2 separate regions of the Sus scrofa genome follow, and region 2 is linked to region 1. A link is a contact called in public HiChIP or PLAC-seq data. All regions are on one chromosome and are shown on one strand. The core of a region is the stretch at or near the end of the contact, and the rest is flanking DNA. Distances in the headings are between cores, read along the strand shown.

The links. HiChIP or PLAC-seq counts read pairs in DNA pulled down with a chosen protein or histone mark.
Region 2: an H3K27ac HiChIP or PLAC-seq map of alveolar macrophages shows a contact between it and region 1. The contact joins two enhancer-like sites. A contact is called at or near these places in 1 of 47 Hi-C or Micro-C datasets (epiblast stem cells) and 1 of 2 datasets of contacts at active chromatin or transcription factors (alveolar macrophages).

What each region holds. Positions count from the first base shown.
Region 1 is chr1:103,702,233-103,708,114 of Sscrofa11.1, forward strand. All of the region lies in intron 7 of MBD2 (methyl-CpG-binding domain protein 2), which reads right to left. Among named protein-coding and RNA genes, the nearest start is that of MBD2, 63 kb to the right of the region's middle. Within about 2 kb of position 3,444, at least 5 of the 83 cell types and tissues checked have an H3K27ac peak or open chromatin away from gene starts, as enhancers often do. A contact at or near this core is called in alveolar macrophages, where this site is marked.
Region 2 is chr1:103,821,901-103,828,242 of Sscrofa11.1, forward strand. No RefSeq gene overlaps it. Among named protein-coding and RNA genes, the nearest start is that of POLI, 31 kb to the left of the region's middle. Within about 2 kb of position 3,186, at least 1 of the 83 cell types and tissues checked has an H3K27ac peak or open chromatin away from gene starts, as enhancers often do. A contact at or near this core is called in alveolar macrophages, where this site is marked.

The DNA of each region.
Region 1 (5,882 bases), core at 2,194-4,693:
AAATTAACTTCAATTTGGAAGAATCTGGAAAGGCCTTTAGGAAGAAGTAGCTCTTGAAAAATGTGTAAGAATTCTACAGAAGAGGAAAGATTACTCCAACCCAAGGAAACAGTTGAAGCAAAGGCAGGGAGGTGAGATGGAGAGAACAGGCCAGTATTTCTAAATGTTTTTTATACACAAGAATAACCAGGGTGGTTTATTTTAAATACATGTTCCAAGGCCTCAGCCCTAGGGATTCTGCTCATTAGGGCTGGGGTTAGAAAGCTAGTTTGAGTTCATTTTTTTTACAAGTGCCTGAGGTAATTCTGACGCAGGTTGGGGATCTCAGTTTGAGAAAGGCTGGTCTGATCTGTGCTGAGAGAACAGGAGGGCCCACACAAAGCTGTGTATACCAATCACTGAGGACCACCCCCCCACCACCAAGTTTGATTCCTAATTTTAGCAGAAGATAAAAACATATTATGCTATCCTCTCCTTGAAGAGCACTGGAGGAAGATACTTGTCTTTATGTTTTTCACTGTAGGAGGACATGTGTCAAAGCATGTTTAAGAGTATGCTAAACTGTTTAGGTGTAAACAGAGAAAGGGCTTGCCCAAAGTTCTGTTTATGCCCAGTCATAGTCTCTTGGTGGGATAAGAGGAGGAAGATGACAAACTACACTTACCCACCAAGCCCCTTTCTTCAGCCTGGCCCTGTGCTCAGGGTTTTATGAGCAGTAATTTGATTAGTCCTTCCTATAGCATTTTGAAGATACCATCACTCCCACGTACAGTAACTTACCAAGGATGCGCAACTAGTCAATGGCGCAGTTGGAGTAAACATTCAGGTCAGTGGGAATTAGACAGTCCTGATCTTAATGGTAAAAGCTCTGGAAGAACATTTATAGGTTTGGCTCCGGGGTAACAGTAAGAGGCCTGAGACCCTACTAATTCATGAAATCAAAAGCGGATGAAAGATTGGTAACTGCTAAGAAAATTATGAAGTTGCTTTTAATCCACTTACCTACTACATAGTACTGTGCAAATTGCCTACTGCAGGTGATTGGTGCCGATGCCTCCCTCCTCCTACAAGAGGCCTAGTCGTGTAATGTATTTAGGCTAAAGCCGGCATGGGTATTAAACTGATATCAAACAATAATTTGGAGTAGCTCACATGAGAAAAACCAAAGAATAGGTATGATATATATTCTTTAAAAATTAGCTTTCTTAGAATTAACTGCAAATATCAATGACATTGAATACCACATTTTTTTACTTGGTGGATGGAAATTAAAGACTGAGACCCCCACTCCAAGAAACCTTTCAGATAAGTTACATCTGGAGTGTTAGCAGACATTTCATAAAACAAAAAGAGGGAATGATTTACAAAGCATACCAAACTGAAGGTTTTTGAGTTTTTTCTATAAGAATACTGTTTTAGGAGTTCCTGTCGTAGCTTAGCAGAAACAATCTGACTAGCATCCATGAGGACGCAGGTTTGATCCCTGGCCTTGCACAGTGGGTTGGGGATCTGGAGTTGCCGTGAGCTGTGCTGTAGGTCACAGATGTGGCTCAGATCCCAAGTTACTATGGCCCTGGCATAGGCCAGCAGCTACAGCTCCAATCTGACCCCTAGCCTGGAAATCTCCACATGCTGCAGGTATGGAGACAAAAGACAAAAAAAAAAAAAAAAAAAAAAAAAAAAAAAATACTGTTTTAGCAGACTTATAGACATAGAAGACAGACTTGTGGTTGCCACGGGGCAGAGGGGTGGAGGAAGGATGGACTGGGAGTTTGGAAGCAGTAGATACAAACTACTACCTACGGAATGTATAAACAAAAAAGTCCTACTGTATAGCACAGGGAACTATATTCAGTATCCTGGCATAAATCATAATGGAAAAGAATATAAAAAAGAATGTATATATGTATAATTGAGTCACTTTGCTGTATAGCAGAAATTAACACATTGTAAATCAACTATACTTCAATAAAAAATTTGAAATAAATAAATAACTAAATGGGAAAAAAAAGAATACTGTTTTAGGTTACTTATGTTAATATCTATTCCTCAGGAACACATGGAAAAGCATTTAGATCAAATACACCAGTAACATTTTCATCTACCATTACATTTAATTTGAAAAATGAAAAACATGTGTGGTGTTTTTAAAAAATTAACTGATTAAAAGAAATTGACTTTCTATGTATACTATGACCTCAAAATGAGCGTCAACCCTGAGGGTAGGGATACTGAACTTCTGAGTAGCAGAATCAAGGGGACTGGCCTTTACAATCAGACCAACCTGGGTTCAGATCCTTGCTTTGCCATTTACTAGTTTTAGAAAGCTGGACAACTAAACCCATTTCAGTTTCCTACCCTATGGAACGGGACAATAAAAACAATCTCAAAAGGTGATGGACACTAAATAAGGAGGTTTTATAAACACTTGAATACACCCAGTAGGGAACAAATATCAAATTTACTGCTTAGTTTTACTCATGGCATCTAGCACACTGCTGATCACACAATAGCACCTAGTAAATAGTCATCTTATTAAAAGTGATAAATATCAGCAAACCAGAAAGAGTCTGCTCTGTGAGGTATTTCTGAATGAAGACTGAAACATTCATTCGAATCTGCCCTTCCCACCCAGATTTTCCACCAGGGCTTTCTTGCTGCTACAAGCATCTAAAAATCCCTTCCTCTTCCTTTTCTCACCTGAGCCAGTCTCTCCTAGACCCAAGTTTGGTTGGGAGAACTTTGGTAGGCAGGACCAGCTACATAATTTGCAGGGCTGAGTTCAAAATGAAAACGTGAGGCCCCCCTGTTCAGAAAGAACTAAGATCATATCATGAAGAAAGCAGAGCATTTGACCAGGCACAGGGCCCTTCTAAGCCACTGCTCAGGTCACGTGACCCGGAAGCCAGAGGGGTGGTACCAGGCAGGATGGAAAAGAGGAGAGACCAGCAGAGACAGGAGACCCCCTACCCTGTGCAGCAGTACTTCGGGAAATGCTGCAGTATAATTTCATTCTGTGAATTCCCTGAAAGAAGGAGGAAGTACTTTGGGCCAGATCTATGCAATAACAAAGGGAACATCCCCTCACTCCTTGTAGAGTAGCCTAAGATCCTCATCTGGAGGAGAGGAAAGAGGACCCCTGCCGAGGTGCTCTATGGTGGAGCTGTAAGGGTGGGAAAGAGGGAAACCCAGGGAAGGAGGAAACCATAATGGCGAAGAAGGACCTGAGGCCTAAAGAAGGATCAGAATTTTGCTCTATTTAAGGTCCAGTGGATAACATGGAAGCTTTTCATTAAGATTCCCTGAAACTGTAATTTCCTTGTTATTTTTACTTAGTCTATTTCCATGTTGTGATGAGAGTAGAGCCCTCAGGAAAACCTCATAAAGGCTCTGCGCTTGTTTCAAGAATAGAAGTTAGAGAATCTGGAAACCAACTACATTTCTGTTCTGCAGTGAAGCAAGAATGGAAAAACACTTGAACCAGCAGCAATGACCTAGACCAAGAGTTTCTCAATCTTGCCATTATTGACATTTTGGGTTGGACAATTTTGGTTCTGGATGTTTAGCAGCATCCCTGGTCTACACCCACTAGGTACCAGCAGTACACCCCTGCTGTGATAACCAAGAATGCCTGTGGCCACTGCCAAATGTCCCCGGTTATGTGGAGTTTGGGTGGGAAGGACAAAATCAGGTCTTGGCTGAGAACCATGGGTCCAGGGAAGAAGAAAGGGAACAGGAGGGTAGGAGGGTTACAATGGCAGGTGTCACGGCTCAAACAGGAAGGGGGCCTCTCCCTTGGCACATGCATCATGGCAGTCAGCTCCTTTCTCCACTTTCAAAAAGTCTCTATCCCAGCTCTTCTGTCCTGGGCCTTATCAGAACCACAATAAAGAGCTGGGGGCCTCCTTCAGCACTGCCAGACAACTAGGGGCTGAGAAAGATAAAGTAGAAGTGGAAGAAACACTTCTACCCTTAAAAGGTGAAATTTAACACATTTCCTGATAGAAACATGGTCATAAACAGTTCCTATTTTTAATAACTCAGACACACTTTAGATTCAATGGTCTTTTATGGGCTGGTCTGGGATGCTGGAACCATTTATAGTATCATTTCTATTGGAAGATGTGGAGTTCCAAACAACTGAAACATGACATTTTGTATCCCAACCCGTAAGTTAGAAAGCATCTGTATGGTTTTAGAGGGAGCTCTCTGTTATTACCACAGGAGCAGAGACCACAAGTATGTGCAGATCTGTCATTGACTTCTGAGAAAAAACACAGCTCCATTCAGAATGACCTTAGGTGTTCAAGTATGGGCAGAGCAACAAAATAGAACCACTCGGTTGATCTTTTAGAATTTTAACTTCTGTGAATTCTTAGATATGTAGCTAACAGTAGAGCCTTGCCAATTCTAAATAAAAAGCCCTGGAAAAAGCACTCCACTAAATTGAGCCACACCAAAACTTAAAACCTGTGTTTTCCTATCAGTTTCATATCTTATCTTAAAATGCATCTTCCCTTACCTTTTGAAATTATAATCCCCATTAGAAAAAAAATTAAACTGATTCTATAGAAACACACTGAGATTTCAATAAATGAAACTAAATCTATAACTCCTATATATCCAAACTCCTCTACCTAATTGTTCGTTTTAAATACTACAAGGTGAAAATTAAAATGAACCTAATTGTTCATTTTAAATACTACAAGCCAAGAAGCCTGTAGTAAACGACTCTGAGGCTGACTAGAAATACCAGCAGTTTTAACCCAAAGGCTCTGAGCTTCTTCAGTTACCCCTCCTCCGATCCCCTGAGATCATCCCTGGACCCTCCTACCCTTCTTCCACTTTTCTCCTGTCCTAAAGGATTAAGCATCCTGCTGTCTTCTTAAGACTATTTCTATACTTGGTGCTTGGTTGTGTCTTCTCCTGCCTCCTCCTGATCCTACACATCAATTTGACCAAATCCTCCTCTCACACTTTCCATTTTACCCCTTCCTCTCCTCGGGCATCTTCTCCTGAAGTGGCAGATACACTGGTGCACGGTGAACCTAAAAATGCCGTTACTGACACTACTTCTCCCTCAAGTCATCTGTCTTCCTCCTGCCACTAGGAGAGAAACTTTTTGATTTCTCCATTTTCCATTCATTCTTTCCTTCTAACCTGGACTCTACTCCTCCCACTATATTAATGCTGACCTGCCCAAGGCCACAGTAACCTTCTAATTACTAAATCCAATTCCTGATTCAAGCCTCCTTTGCCCGCCTTCACTACCGTCATTGCTTACTGTCAGAAGACTTTCGAAAGTCTGCCATTTATGTTTCTCCGTATTTTTCTGCATTTTCTATTACTCTTAAGCAACAAATTAAAACTTCTAGCAGTAACTGTCAAAGAAATAAGACAAGCATTTTTCCAATGAAAACAAATATTTAAAACATGTAAGACATAATATACCTTGCCAAGTATTTGAGGACAGAAGTGTTAATACTTTGTAAAGTAGAAGAATGAAAAAATTACCTTTAAAATCTAACCATTTAGGGAGTTCCCATTGCAGTTCAGTGGTAACAAACCCAACTAGAATCCATGAGGATGAGGGTTCGATCCTGGCCTCGATCAGTAGGTTAAGGATCCAGCATTGCTGTGGCTGTGGCGTAGGTCGGCAGCTGCAGCTCTGATTCAACCCCTAGCCTGGGGACTTCCATGTGCCACAAGTGCGGCCCTAAAAACAAACAAACAAAACTAACCATTTTATGCGTTTTAGCCTGCACAGTCCTCAGAAAAGCATCATATGAGACACTCAAATTGCATGGGATGAATCTGTAGTAAAGGGAATATAGGGTAACAGTAAAAAAAAACTCATTTGGAAGCTTAATGGTTTAGTTCTA
Region 2 (6,342 bases), core at 1,936-4,435, 120 kb after region 1:
TCACTAAGTAAATACTGTGTTCTGGATCAAGGACTATAGAATTTTCTACATGTAGTCTTCTGGTAAAGTAAACTCATAAAGTGTATTACTTTCTTAGATAATACATTGTAAAAAATTTTATAATCCTTATATCAGTCAGAAATCTTTGGACAACTGGAAAGTTAAAAAAAAAAAAAAGGTTAAGAAAAAGTAATGTTTGGGCCAGTTTAAAAAGAGAACATAGGTAGTAGTAGTTAAAAGAATACTTTCTGAAGTTAGAATGCCAAGGGTATATCACAGCTCTGCTACATAGTCTGTGGCCACTAAGTTAGTCTTTCAACATCTTTGTTCCTCAGCATTTTTAGGTTATCTTTTATCTGTATCTACTTTTTTTTTTTTTTTTTGGCTGTGCTTATAGGGCACTCGGAAATTCTAGAGCCAAGGATTGAAACCACATCACAGTTGGGACCTGCACCATAACTGTGGCCACACTGGATCCGTAACCCACTGCTCCACAAGGGAACTTCCTATTTCTATCTACTTTTAATAAAATAAGCTTTTCTTTCCCTTTCAGTATTCTACAGATTTACTATAATGTTGGGAAATGTGAGTTTCTTTTTATTTATTCTTAGTATATGCTGACTTCCTGTATCTTTTGATTCATTTTAGATCTGTAAAATTTTTAGCCACTAGCTCTTCAGATACTGCAGTCATTTCTACTCTTCTAGGACTCTGATTGCACAAATGATGGGCCTTCTTACTCTGTCTTTCATGTCTCTTAATCTCATGTTTTTCATCATCTTGTTTATCCGTGGTGCATTTTGGTTAATTTCATCAGCTGTGTTTCTTTTTTACTAATTATTTTTCAGCAGTGTCTGATCTATTTAAAACACTTAATAGTTTTAATTTCAGTAATTATATTTTCCGTTTGGTTCTCTTTCTAATCTTCCTGTTTATTCATTATAGTCTCTTGTAAGTCTATTTTTAATTTTTAAATTTTCATAATAGTTCATATTCTATCTTGAGCATTTCAATATTTTAAGTCTTTGTCTAAATTTTTAGATGTTATTTTGGCTTGTTTTCTTTAGTTGTGGCTGATCTTAATCCGTAGAAAGACAAAGGACCTAAATCGTGTATACTTCTCTTCAGATATGATTTGTGTGTGCTTCCAGTGAGGTAGTACCAACCCCACGGCACCACCGTAGCCCCTTTCAAGGTTCCTGACTGAATACAGTTATCTTTGTCTTATTTTTATATCTGTGACCTTGCTGTCCTGTCTTAAATTTTGGTCTTCTGAAGTCATTTGCCAGCTGCTATCTGCATTGGCCTTCATGGTAAACCTCACCTTTTAAGTTTGCTTCTTTTTGTTGTCGTTAAGTTTTATTGAAGTATAGTTGATTTACAAGTGTGATAATATCTGTTGTACAACAAAGCAATTCAGTTATACATGTACACACATCCATTCTCTTTCAGATTCTTTTCCCACATAGGTTATCACAAAATATTGGGTAGAGTTCTTGGTGCTATACAGCAGGTCCCTGCTGACGAGTAATTCTATGTACCTCAGTTTGCTTCTCGCCTGATACTCTCTGCTCCTTTCCTACTTTTGTTTTAGCTCAAATTCCTCCTCCTGCCCCACCCACCCCTGCCCCCTGAGCAGAGATGAGGTCTGGAAATTTTACTTATGTAGTACAACTCAACAATGAATTTAAAAACTCTGTTTTCTCCAGAATCTAGTGTTTTGTTTCAGAAGAACTCCTTTAATATTAAAGAATATGTCCCACCATAGTCCAGAAGTACCAAGTGCAAGTCTGTTTGGATCTATTTTTTTCCATCTTATTTTGTACTTTCTATTTTTCTTTTTCTGTGCCTTGCTTCTTTCTCATCCTTACCCTTTTCCTTTTTTGGATTAGTTGACTTTCCTATTTCCTTCTACCAATTTGAAAACATTCTAAGTTTTCGATTACTCTTTAACATGCTTAACATCTAAAAATGGTAAATATCTGTACTGTTTCCAAACAACTCAAAGATATTAAAATATATTAATTTTAATCAAATTTCTCTAATTTTTTATATAACCTCCAATCTGGGTATTGTTAGTAATTTATAGAGTTAATGTTTGAGCTTGTCCGCATATTTATCTTTTTTTTTTTTTTTTTTGAAGGGGGCTCACCTTCGTTTCTTCTATCTCAGCATTTCTTCAAAGTAGAATTATTTTTCCTTTCTGAAATTGTGTCTTCAGATATACAATTGACTTCTCATGGGCTGTTTTGATATTTTATCTCTGGTGATCTGTAGTTTTTATTATGTGTATAAATACATATTTCTTTTTGTCATGTTTGAGATTTAGGTGCTTTCTTTCTTCCTTTTTTTGCTTTTGAGGGCCACATGTGCGGCATATGGAATTTCCAGGCTAGGGATTGATTCAGAGCTGCGGCTGCAGGCCTTACACAACAGCAACACAGGATCCTTAACCTACCAAGTGAGGAGGCCAGGGATCGAACTCACATCCTCATGGATATGAGTCAGGTTTGAACCACTGAGCCACAACAGGAGCTCTGGATTTAGGTGCTTTCTGAATCTGCAAATTTGTATCTTTCATCAAATTTGGCTAATATCAATGTTAAAATTTGGTTAATATTAAAAATTTCTGCTGTGAAATCTGTATACAGAAAAGTACATAAATAAATGGATATGTTAATGGATAATTATAAGCAACAACTATATAACTGTTTATCGAAGTTAAAAAATAAAACATATCAAGTGATCAGCAAGTCCAGAGGGTTTTTTTTTTTTTTTATTGAGATATAATTGAGTTTGTTTTTTGGCTACTTTAGTTACTTTATTAGGCCCCGCTAGAGAAGCATTTAGTCTAGGGTTAATGTTGCCCCACTACTGAGGCAAAATCCTTCTGAGGACTCTATTATATGCCTTGTGATTTGTGAGGTTTTCTACTCTGGCTGGTTATAACATAAACTATTTCTGGTTCTGTGTGGACTCAGGAAATTGCTCCCTCTGCTCCTTTCACATGGCTCCTCCCTAAGCGTTGGATAATTTCTTCACATAGATGTACTAAATCAGTATTCAACTGAAGACTTCAGGAGTGTTCTCTGTAGTTATCTATGCAGCTCTCTCTTCTGTAGTACTTTGACCTGTCAACTCCAGTCATCTTGGTGTCTTTAGACGCCTTGCTCTGTCTCCTCAGTTCACAGAGACTGCTAAGTTCTCTCTGACTTCCCCATTTAGTACTATGCCCTGGAAACTCTTCAGAGAAATAATCTGGGGCAATTGTAAGACCTTACTGGCAGTTTTCATTTCTGATATTTTATTTTTTTGTCTTTTGTCTTAAGGACCACGCCTGTGGCACATGATGGTTCCCAGGCTAGGGGGGAAATCGGAGCTGTAGCTGTCAGCCTATGCTACAGCCACAGCAACATCAGATCCAAGCATCTGCGACCTACACCACAGCTCACGGCAACACCGGATCCCTGACCCACCGAGCAAGGCCAGGGACTGAACCCGAAACCCCATGGTTCCTAGTCGGATTCATTTCCACTGAGCCATCGTGGGAACTCCATTTCTGATGTTTTATTTTTTAAAAGTAATTTCTTGTTCTCTAAATGTTCTTTTCTGTAACATGTCCTTGTTTCTTGGATACATTTTATTTTCATCTGTCTAAAGATCTTACTGATAGACTTGCAAAGATTTCCTCTGCTGCGTAATCTCTCTTAACATTGCTTTTATTTGTTTAAGAGTGTGGGACTAACTAAAACTCTGGAAGTTCTGGTAGTTTGGTAGGACCTTTCAATTTTAGATTCCATGAAGAATGATCTGTCTAGGCCATTTGTGGGAGAATTCCTGATGTCAGTATCATTAGGTCTTTCCTTAGGACTGCTTGTTTTTCTCAAGTATGATGCTTAAACTATTCTGCTTGGATTATGGTTTTATGGCCATTTGTGTTATGGGAGCAAAGTGGGGGAAGTTGACTGGAAATTTTAGCATTCATTGTACATAAAGTCATTTAATTCTGTTTTTAGTGCATTTGCTAGGTTCTCAAATGTAGCTGGCATTGTTCCATTCAGAGACTATCTCTTTTATTCTTCTCTAGAGAATGAATCTCTAGTCATTCTCTAGAGAAGAATGACTGGAGATTGTTGGAGTTGGAGAGATTGTTGGAGATATAATTCGCAATTAAGTTTTACCTACCCCTCTTTACTAAGTCACTTTAGCATCACATCACTAGTGTGGCATGAGTCCTGTGGAGGTTTTATCAGTTAGATATACTCCCATGATTTTTGAAAGGTGAAAGTGCGGTGCAAGTTACATGGTGAAGGTGAGATGGAGTCTTTTTTCCCTGCCCCTTTTGGCTATTTTCTGCTATCAAGTAAGTTTATGCAAGCATGAGTCATTTTTGTAATAATATTCTTTAGTCTGTTCTCCAGTTTTCTGGAGATAGAGTTGTTGTGGGGATGGTAACTAGACTCCTTGTTCCAGTGCCTGGTCACCAGCTCTCATGGATGTCAAGACATATTTGTGGAAGTATAAGCAATGACTTCCTGCTATTTAAATTACAGCTATAAAATGCATTTTTGCATGTAACAGTTCCAACATAGACTTAGAGGTAGAAGGTCTCCTGGTAGGTAGCCTCCATTATATTCTGGGAGATGTCCCCTGAGGCTTAGAAACTGCCCTTCCCATTCTTATGTTGTAGGTACCTAATTAACTGTATTTTATCCATCCATTTCTGCTAAAAGTACCTAAATTGTTTCTCATCTGCACTGTTCGCAGAATGGTACAAAGTCATTTCCTTTTCTCAAAAAGCTTCTTGAACTTAGTTTCTTATACTCTCTGTATTAAACACAGTTTATTTGTCCTATCTTTATTTTACTTATTATTTTAAACGTAGTCATTTTTATTCTGTATTAGATAATACAAATGTTTAACTTCTTTGGTGGAAGACTTTAATTCTTTGTCTTATTTCTTATTTCTGACGCTTTTACTCATGCTGACCTTTTTCAGCAAGTGTTCTGTGATTTTGGAGTGTGGGCTTTTGTTTTCTGGGATTTATTTGTGGGACTTCTGTAAGGTTTGGGTACAGATGCGTCCCTCCAAAAAGTATTTGTGCTTGCTTCTGCCAGCATTTTGGGAAATCACAGGTTTGGACCTCATCTTGAAAACTAAACCCTAGATCCAAGTGTGGGCATGGATCCTCAGGAGATACCCTTACCCCTCCTCCCTGCTTCCTTTGTTTGTCTTTTATTTTGTGGTTATATATATATTTTAATTTTCCATTTTATTGAGAGGATAGTTCTGTGAGGTTTCTGGGCCATTTCTTCCCAGTTACCTGCCTTGTATGAGTCCGAGGTTTTGTCTTCTAGCTGCAAACTTAGATTTAATTATTTGTTTCTTATTTACCACATTTCTCTTTTTTGCATGCTACTACCACTTATAAGTGTTATTGAGTTACTCTCATTCTGTGACCTCATAGTATTATCTGTACTTTTTTTTTTCCCTGGGAGAAGGAGGTGTAATCCCTATATATAACCCTGTTCTCCTATACAGTTGATTTATGTTAGCTGTGATGTCTCACCTTCACAAAGAGAGTTCTGCTTTTCCTATATAGAGGTAAGATGCTCATGACTTCGTGATATTTGGGTATCCTTTCTTTCTTGTGTTCATTGCATATTAAATATATTAGAGTTTAAATATTGAAAAATATTTTAAAAATATGCTAAAATCCTTAGAAAACTTCTTTCGAATGTTGTTTTGGTCAGGAAAATGGAACTTCTGTCAGTGTTTTGAGCAAAAAGATTCTTAGTCTAGTGAATTAAATGTTAATTAAATCACCGTGGAGCTGAAGGATTGCATTTCTATGGCTTGGACTAAGAAACAGATCTGAGAATTAGAAGCAATCCACCATGTAAACTGTTTCTTTTGAAATCTTTGATGGAACCATGAATTCAAGGAGCTGGAATCATTATACCATCACAACTGCCACTGCTTCTTGGCATCTAGAAGACTGGAGGACAGTTACCTACAATTGTGACTCAGCGCTAGGAACCAGAAATCAAGAAGGTACTGCCACCTCTGTCACTGATGCACCCACCTCTTGGCACACTAGAATCTGTCAGGTGTGCACTGGAACATGGAAGAAAAGCCTCACTGTACCTTGTCCATGCTAGCCAGCAGAAACAACAGCAACAAAAAATAGGAAAATGGGCCCCTGCCTTACTTGTAATTCTCACAAGGCTTCATGCAAATGGTGTAGCCTAATTTTCATTTTTTTTTTGTCTTTTTGCTATTTCTTGGGCCGCTCCCGCGGCATATGGAGGTTCCCAGGCTAGGGGTCCAATCGGAGCTGTA